Regions from separate parts of the Anser cygnoides genome. Here region 1 is linked to region 2. A link is a contact called in public Hi-C data. All regions are on one chromosome and are shown on one strand. Each heading gives the region's core, a stretch centred on a gene start, on an enhancer-like site or on the middle of the called end of the contact. The rest is flanking DNA. Distances are from core to core; before and after follow the strand shown.

The links. Hi-C and Micro-C count contacts between places; a contact is called where the count stands out from the background.
Region 1: a contact with region 2 is called in a Hi-C map of liver, with 13 times the contacts expected there. The contact joins the promoter of CBX7 here to the enhancer-like site in region 2. A contact is called at or near these places in 2 of 7 Hi-C or Micro-C datasets (both in liver).

The regions. Positions count from the first base shown.
Region 1 is chr1:55,493,843-55,498,584 of Taihu_goose_T2T_genome, reverse strand. It overlaps CBX7 (chromobox 7), which reads right to left and starts at 1,498. Exons shown (of 7, transcript XM_048069848.2): 1 at 1,311-1,498; 2 at 140-183. The coding sequence starts at 1,379. LOC125183465 (a long non-coding RNA gene) reads left to right here and starts at 1,499. Exons shown (of 3, transcript XR_007165508.2): 1 at 1,499-1,910; 2 at 3,838-4,055.
Region 2 is chr1:54,980,147-54,984,893 of Taihu_goose_T2T_genome, reverse strand. It overlaps FAM83F (family with sequence similarity 83 member F), which reads left to right. Exons shown (of 6, transcript XR_007165519.2): 5 at 1,928-2,171; 6 at 4,717-4,747. Among named protein-coding and RNA genes, the nearest start is that of TNRC6B, 15 kb to the right of the region's middle. Within about 2 kb of position 2,158, at least 2 of the 3 cell types and tissues checked have open chromatin away from gene starts, as enhancers often do. A contact at or near this core is called in liver, where this site is marked.

The DNA.
Region 1 (4,742 bases), core at 249-2,748, 510 kb before region 2:
TTTGTGGCTCTTTGTTTGTAGTTGTTGGAATGAGGCACGAGGTTACCCATGAAGAACGAGACGCTCAGTTGCAGAGATACAGTGAAAGCTATTACCGAATATTAAAGAAAAAAAAAAAGACAAGTAAAACACAACTTACTTTGGGGGCCATCCTTTCCACTTCACCAGGTATTCTACTTTACCCTGAGGGCGGAAAAAGGAAGAAGAAAACAGGTGAACTCTGCAACCAAATATGGGCTACAGTAAGAGGTGCAACCAATCAACAGGACTAAACTCTGCAACTGAAGAGCTCATTTCCCATCTCTTTATTTTCAAAAGAAAGCCACTTCCTCGTTCAGCTGTGCTTGCTGTACCTCTTCTCCCAGGACATGGGGGCACAGGGCTATTTAAAAGTGCCTGAACTACCATCAGCTTGGGATCATACCTTTGCAGAAGCTAGCAGGCAGAACCCCAAAAGCCAGCCGGCAAGCCAGACTGCAACCGTCCCTGCGCTTACAGGGAACGCTTCAAGAAGTCAGCATGCATAAACGTGAGAGGGAGATGCATGCCAAGAGCAGGTGTCAAAGGAATTTGTTTAAGCAGGGAGGAGAAATACAAGATTTCAGATCCTATGAAGCATCTCTTTGGCATGTTCCCTTCCAGTTGCTACACGCCTTACTGGAGCACTGCTCCATCCATCACAGTCACGCATCCTTTCGACCCAAACAAACAGCAGTTCACAACCCAACTTCAGAGTTAACCGTTTATTTGTTCACTCCAAGTACAAAACCAAAAATCCAAGCAGCAGCAGCACACTCAAGGGCCCAGAGGAGCACGCGCAATCAGCGCAATCTTTAATATGATACCGAGGGACTTGCAAAGCACTTCCCAAAGCACGGCAGAGGCCTTCAGGTTAGCAGGAGGATGCCAGCGCTGCAGGTGCACAAGCCTTTACACAACAGCGCAGGAGGCAAAGCGAGCTGCAACGTGGGATTTATTTGCCTACGGGGGGCAGCTCCCAGATGCTTGGGAAGGCAACGCTATAAGGAACTTTGTAAAGGCTGGGGGATCCCGATGCGCTGCATCCCGTGTAACCCCCCACGGGGGTGCAGCCCCTTCCTCCACAGGAGGAACCCCCCCCCGCCCCCAACCTGCCCGGGGGTGCCCAGTTCGCCTTGTCGGCAACCCCAAACCCACCCCAACCCCTCCCCACACCTCCCCCAGCCCCGTCAGCGCCGTGAGGGCGGCGGGAAGGAGCCGGTTCTGCGAGGGGGGCGTGCGTGAGGGGGGGGGTGGAGGGGGTCCCGCTACCCGCCCGCCGCGCAGCCCACCTTCCGCACACGCTTCTTGCGGATGCTCTCCACCGCGAACACCTGCTCCCCGATGGCCGACAGCTCCATGAGGGCGGGCGGGCGCTGTGGTGACGGCCGTTACGCGGCGGCCGTTGCCCGGTGGCGGCCGTTAACGGTTCCCCCCCCCCACACCCCCTCACACGCCCCCTCGCGCACGCCCCCCCCCGCCCCGCTTTAGAACCTGCGCAACGTTTTCCTCAGGCGCGCGCGGGGGGCGTGGCCCGGCGCTGGGCGGGAACCGCCTGAGGGGCCGCTACCGCCCCCCCCCCCCCCCCATCCCCTCATGGCCGCCCCCCGCCTCGCGTCCCCGTCCCCTTGTCCCCCCCCTCCGCCGCCGGTCGCGGCTCCCGGTATTTTTCGCTCGGGGAGCAGCGAGGGGGAGAGGGAAGCCCCCGGCTGCCGTGAGGCGGCGGGGCCGGGCGGGAAGCCGCCGGGTGACAAAGCGTTAAGGCGGCGGGAGGGCGGGCTGAGGGAGGGGAAATGGCGCCCGTCCCCCTCAGGCGCCCGCCTCCCCGCAGGAACCCGTCCCCCTCAGCCGACCGTCCCCTCAGGTGCAGCCCCGCGCCACCGGCTGCTGAGGTATTTCTTCTCGTCTTTGCCATCTAAGAGCAGCCTGCTCAAAGTTCACTGCCCAGGCTTGCGGTCGTAGGGCTAACCATTAAATGCGGGTAGCAGCCTGTAACGGCGTTTTGGCTTTGTAGCTGCTTAGCCGTTGAATGTTCAAGGTTTCGGTGCTGTATTGCAAAGTAAAATGTAAAAAACTGTCAGTCCTTCCTTCTTCATATTATATTTCCACGTTTTAGAGGGAATAGAAAAAAAAATACAAATTCTATTCTGTAACTCAAAGTTAAGAGCTTCAGAAAAATGAGAGAGAAAAGATCAGAACATTTCTCTGAGTTGCAAGTCTTTTTAATCCCTTCCTTTTCACTCAAATAAAATTATTGCAGAGCTAAACTGGAAAATGGGAGAAACTGTACATTGTCAACTGTACGTTGACCATGTAGGGATAAAAGGAAAAAAATATCCCACCAGCACAACAAATAAACTTGCAAGTGAATTCGTTATTGATAACCTGCTGGACCTGTTAGGATAGGAGATTTACATCTTATTTAATATGTCTTTTAAGCTCAAGAGTTATTTTTTTCAAGATTAAAGTAAGTTTGTTGTTGAATACTGAAGAGGTTCTCAAAACGAAGCAACCTGCATTTGATCACAAGCTTTGATACTCGTTTAAACAGAGCTGTACAATAAGAATCCAAGCCCTAGATACCATCAGTCACATTTCTGCACGATTATTCCCTTCTTTCTTCCCACTTCTCCCTTTCTTCTTCTCACACCAACTATTGACCCAAATTCGATTTAAGTGATATTTGCTTCAGGCATGTCACAGCTCTTGAAAAATGGTACTCCTTCACCTGGAGGTGATGAATGCTGCCCATAGGATGACAGCAGCATGCAGCCAAGTTCCAGGCTCATTTCCCCCACAGGACTACAATTTGTGTCGTTGATTGCTGGGCATGCTTCTGTGCCACTCCTCATCCATCCAAGGAGCTTTTATTATCACATGAAGTTATACCGACTTCAGTGAAATTTATCTGTGTAATTCAGGCAGCCACAAAGGCAATGCTCCTGTTTCTTCAAGTGCCTTGAGTGGCAGAACATGCTACTGTGGTTCATTTTCACTTTTCAGAAAATGTTACTGAGTCTCTCACAATAGTCTGAGCAGTTTTCTGCAGAGCTCGTTTGCACAAAAAAAATACTTTCTAAAGCTGTTACTCCACAGTTAGTTATTATTTTAATAATGGTTATAATGTAATTTGAATAGATGGAGTGTGGAGGTTTTATTTTTGGTTGATTAGTGGGTTTTGTTGGTTTTGTTTGCTTGTTTGGTTGGTTGGTTTTTTTGCATTGACAACCAAAACTGGAACCATAAGGGTGAAAAGCAAGAACATCTCCCTTCCTCCCACCCTGTCCCAAGTTTTGAATTACCACTAAGAGAATGTTACTCTGCCGTTTATAGGGACTAGAAATAATTAAGACGAACAATTTAAGCAATCAAATTTTTCACATCTGACGGCCTTTAAAAGCCATTCCGTTAAAAGACCTTTTTAAAAGTATATCAAGAACTAGATTACAGAAATCTTTACTGGAGTTGTTCTTGTTATGGCTAATTGTACAACCACACTAATACATAGCCGTGAACTCAGTGTGCAGAAAACCAAAGCAAATATTGAACCTTCCTTAGTACAAATTCAGAGACCCAGATCCACGAGTCTTTAATCAAAATTCCAATTAACTTCAAAGAGTTTTACTTGAGTAAAAATTGCAAGCAGAATTTAGCGTGGAGAAATTACCATTTTAATTGCTACTAGTTTGATTAAACGACTCAGCCTGCAGTAGATACAGGCACTTACATTAACACTAAAAATTATTAATGGTCATTTCTATTCTACAAAGCCTAATCCTGCCAAGGATTTTTTTTTCTTCCTTTTTTTTTTTTTTCCAGAAGACTGCAGCAAAGATCAGGATTGCTTCAAAACAACGCGGCACATCCCTGAAGAAACGCTGCTTGATGAAGCTCCAAGAAACGACCTTGCAGCAGAAGCAGGATTTGGCAGCCTGCGAGCACGACGCTGCCGCGACTCCGTAACGCCGCGGGAGCTGGCAGCCATGAGCAGCCGTGCTGCCGATGATGCCGTTCGCAACGTATCGCTGGCTTGATTGGTGAGCTGGCCTATGGCTGTGCGCTGCTGTATGTTTAATTATCAGTAGATGGCACTCATCGTGCTGCTCTGTGTGCGCAGGTCCATTTTATGCGCAGATCGTGGGTTTGGTACGCAGCCTCGTAACACATCACAAAACCAAAGGGCAGCAAATGGACAAGCTGGCCTCTGAGACCAGCCCGGTCAGAGCTGAGCTGAATCAGCGGGCTGGAAGCAGGGCAAGGGACAGGCAGGACATGCTGAGTGCCAGCAGTGAAGCCCAAGGGCACCAGGAAAACTACCCTATGGCTATGCCCATAGCCATCAGTGCTTTTAATGCTGTAGGTTTTTTAAAGCTTATGGAAAGAATGCAGCTGCCCTCTGCCGCCAATTGGCAGCCCCTTGGTTTACCCAGAGCCTTGCAACAGCAGCCAGCGACTGAAGTGTTTAAAGCTGCACCTCTGCTGCGTGTTCCTCGCCTGGCTCTGATCCTTTCCCAGCACAGAGATTTCCTGAAAACAGATGGCCAGCTAGCCCCAGCCCTTGCATAAGGTGATGTTCTGCTTTCAGAGGTTACACAAAACACAAGGAAAACAAACAATTTTGTCCCTTTGCCATGGCTAAAGGAGCTGGTCCTGGTTAGAAGAAAGATCTCCTGGCATAAGCCTAGGTCCCTCTGAGAGCTCCAGGTGGGGTCTGCCACAAGGAA
Region 2 (4,747 bases), core at 909-3,408:
TCTTGGATTTCACTGTCCCCGGCTTTGGAACGCAGCAGCAGCTCTGAACCTGACCAGAATGTTGTTAATTTTATGCTGCTGCTGGGCAGACTGCGATCGGCAAAGACACTGACGTCTGTGTGCAGTTTCTGGGAAATACTGCAAGGGTTTGAAAGCTGTATGCCTTTGGAAGGCACTGCCTTTTTGTTTTGTTTTCTCCCCCGCAAGCAGCAGTCAAAGTGGACTCGTTCAGGAGGGTTTGCTGTCCTGAGTTTCTCTGTACATCAGCCTTCACTCCTCAGAGTGGTGTTTGCAGAATAGTTGCAGAATAGCAAGATTTTGTGTCTCATTTTTGGGTGCTTCTTGCAACAAGAAAGGGGATTTACACTGCAGTACTGCAGAAGCAGCTGCTTAGTTATCAGCAGTGCTTTTCAGCCCAAGTAGGGTCGTGGACTGGTGGTAACTGGAATTTTTATTTAAAAAGAAGGAGGAAAGTGTTGCTGCGTACATACAAGGACAGCGTTTGCTCTAACTGTAGCAGGATCTGTAGAAAAAGACCAGAAGACAGGAGCAGAAAGAGTGAGAAGAACAAAGGTGTTGGAAGATAAGACTAAACAGAGGAGGAGCGTTGATGCTTTGGAAAGTAAACATGAAGGTCTTGAACATGATACGGGCAGGGAGGGGTGGCGAGGAGATGGGGATAACGACAAGCTTAGTAGTAACATACAGAATAGGTCAAAGTGAGGACAGCAGGCAGAACGAAATGCCATGTGGAGACGTGGGGAGGAGGCTGTAGCATACCGAGCAGCCACAACAGTGAGGGTGGGCTGCAGTGCAGCCTCCCACGGGGATATGGAGAAGTTGCAGTGGTGAAGAAGGTCAAGAGGAGGAAAGGGAGAAAGAACTCTTCTCTTCACCATCAGCTACAGGTGAGGAAAATGTTGGTCAAATACCCACAAGCGAGAGTGACATGCAAAATAATTCACTTGAAGCCGAGTTCAGAGGCAGTGCCTGGATTGAACTTTGCCTCATCTCAGCAAGGCTGAGCATCATGTCACCATGACCGGTGGCAGTTTTCCGTCTGTTTTCACTCTATACTGACCACTGGCATGAGGGTTGTACACATCATTTCCGTCTGTAGAAACACATGAGTGGGGTCTGCCCTTGTTCAGAGTGGCCGCAAGCCATGTGGCAGCCCCTCTCAGTACGCACTGCCCTGGGTTATATGTCGTGTGAGCCTTGCTGAGCCCGGAGTACAGCAGACACCTTGTAGTACAGGCCTTGAAAAAAGTATGCTGAGGCATCCAGATCAGGATCTGGCTGTCATGAAAGGGATCACACAGCAGTGCAAGGATTCAAAAGTACAGATACTGAGAGCAGAAGTAATCTACAGAGTGAGCAATGAAATAAATAATAATAATAAAAAAATTGGGACAACGTACTAGGCTAACCAAAAGACCCTGAGGCCTCTGGATTTCTCTTGCAAAGGAAATGGTAGAAATACTGCCACTTGAGATGCTTAGAAATAAACACAAGAAAAGCTCTATTGAGAGTGTGGGTTGAGATCAGATGGATGAGATGGCCTGACTTTTCTTTTTTGTTTTCATCCCTTGCTGCTTGGAAAACCTCCCACCTAAGTCATGGCCAGCCTGCTTTTCAGTGCCAACTGGGACCTAAGAATACCACTGACGCTGGCCTGAGTACAGGCCAAAGCCTGGAAATACTTCTCCAGTGGTTTTCTCTACAGTATACTCTGAATTTGCTCTTATTTTAGTGTCTCTTTATTTCACAGAAGTAGGAAATAAAATCCCAAGAGAGTGCAGAGCAATGTAGGTCTTACACAAGACGTATAATAAATAACGAGAAAGGACTGAAGCGTGAGTCCAAACTTTATCCAGATCTTATTTACTTAACATTAACATTTTTTTTAAACTTCTTTTCATTCCAGGTAACCCGGGTCCAAACTCCACTATGAGCGATAAAAACAAACAATCTACCTGTGTGTTATCTTGATTGGGAAGGATTGTCTGGAGAACTGAAGACTGAACAATCTGGAACAGTAACCTGTTGATTGATTTTGAACCTCCAGCCGTGTCCTCACACAGTGGTCCATCAAGCCACTGCGTGGTCCTGGATGCACCTGGCACCTCCAGTTAAAGCACATTTACCGGGTGAAGCATAGACTTTGAATGGTCAGTCCCTTAAATGAGGGTTAGTGATGAATGTATTAGTCCATATGTGTGTGTGCATACAGATTTTATATATAAAAACAACTGTGATGACTGGGTCTCAGAGCTCGCTCTGTGTCCAGATAAATGGAAGAGATTTTCTGAGTTACTTGTGCTGCTACTTCAGTCTGTCTAGCTACAGACTCAGGATCACTGTGTTGCATTGTTTACTCTACTGCATTGCAGAAATGTGTTGGTCTGACAGGCTGGAAGGCGAAGTCCAATCAAAGTGGCAAATTCTGGGTGAAACAGTGATGTTTACAGACAGCAGAGCAATCCTCTGTCCTCAAGGAGTCTTCCTGTGGATTCCTGCTGTCATTTATCCACAGGGAAATGAGTGGTTAGGGGAGAAGGGTTTAGCTAGAAGAGGCCAACAGATTAGTATCTTAACTGTTTGTTTTGTGTCATAAATATAGCAGCCGAACAAAGTGATTTGGCAATAATCTACTGGGATATAGGGGGATGTTTAACCTGCAGCTGAGACTGGGTCAGAGAAATGCCTTACACAGCAGAGCGGGCAGATCAGGGAGTAGGTACGCAGCCTTCCACAGCTGTTATAAAATCCTGTTTGTTGCTAAGTCAGCAATGCTTCATGGAAACTGTATGATTAAGGAGCACATCTTCGAGGCTGAAAAGAAGAAGCAGGGCAAGCATACAAGCTTTTCAAATGCTCCTTTTTCTCTTTTCTTCCCTTTTTTTCTTTTTTTTTTTTGAAGTTAACCTTTCCAGACTCTAAAACATGCCAAAATCCAGGGCTTTGATCCATAAGAAGAGCTGCATGCAATCAGACCAAAGGCCATCTAATCTGCTATCCTGTCTCTGAGGACAGCCAGTAACAGGTGATCACGGAAGCATAAAAAATAAAGCTTAGATACAGAGGTCTTTCTCTGACACTGTTCCAGCAGTCTATGGACTTTCTGAACTGGCAGTTCCTTCTGGACCTGGCCTTAATGAATACACTTAGTCCCCTTTTAAAAGTCCTTTTGTACTTTTGGCCTCCACTGCGTTCTGTGGCAGTGAACCCTGAGTTCATTGTGTGTTATGACAAAGAACTGTCTTCAGGCTGTTTTAATGGTTTGTTTGATGATTTCATCGAGTGACCCTAATTCTTCCGCTGTCAGATGCAGTGATGACCACCCCTATTCCTTGCCTCCTTGCCACTTTTTACAGACCTGTATCATATATGTCCTCAGTCATCATTTTTTTCAAGCTACAGGTTCATGGTGTACATAGCTATTCATTATATGGGACCTGTTTGACACCTCTGTCCTCTTGTTCACTGGCTCTTTTCCAGTTCTACCCACTAACAAAGTGGAGAAGCAGGTTGTTTTTGTTTCTTTAGTACGTGGATTGATGTCTCACCCTGCTTTACTGCCATCTAAATTACATACTCTCCTGTCATAAATAAGCCCTAAGAAAAATAAATCCCAATCATAAGTACGCACCTGAAACCTAACATACCTACTTGCCAGAACTATACAGATAGCAGAAAAACACCAGTTTGGTTTTCTTTCTTTTTGGTTTAAGAGACACCATTTAGTTTGTTTCAGTGTGCAAAGACAAGAAAAACCAACTGCTGTACTACCAACAAAGAATAACCTGTTCCCAAGACTCCTCCAGGTGCTGGGTTGTTATACTGAAGCAGCTGCCTGTAATTGATGATAAAACGTCATTGATTGATTGATTGATTGATTTTCCTTCTTTTCCTGGAAGTGTATTTAACTTGAATGGCAAACAGGTTTGTTTTGCTCAGATTTTATCCTGTAGAATGTCTTCAAGACCTCAAAAACCCAAAGGTATTATCTCCTCTGTTAAATGCACTCCCCCTCTCTCAGTGGGTTAAACGCTTGCTACTCTATATAACTTCTATATAGCTTTCTGGGAACAGAATGTAGTTTTACAGCTAGGTCTGTCAGCTCCTATTATCAGCAGTGTTTTATAAAATTGTTCCTGGTAATGGGAGAGAAGAGGTGTTGGAAATGACACCATCGCTTGGACATAGAAGTAAGTTAATACATGAGATATCCTGTTGGCTTCAGGAGCACAGTACCTGTGCCAAAAGCTGTTCTCTGTATGCGTGTAGGATTGCCTAAAATGGCTTGATTTTTGCCATGCTTCTGTTATTCTCCAGATGTTTAGGAGATTTTTATCTCTCCCAGTATTTATTTCATTTTGTTAGCAGAGACCAGAGATAAATTTATCAGGCCAATGTTGTTCCGCTTTTTGTTCTCATAGGAATATTGTCATCTGCTGCTTCCTTGGTCTCCTAAGCTTTCAGGTTATTTATTTATTTTTTTAAATTGTGCAATGCGTTAATTAACTAATTAGTACTGTGTTGATGTATATGGTCAGGTTTTCCAGGAAGACCTCTATCTCTTTGGTTTTAGGTCTTTGTTGCTTCATCTTGGGTGGAGTGCCTTAAATAGTCCGAGAGGCTGATTTCACTTGCCCTTCCTTTCATTCTGTGCTTGCTGATGTAATGTGCTTTACTTTCTCTTTCCTATGACAGATGTGAAAGCGCTTTTCTTTAACCATGTCAA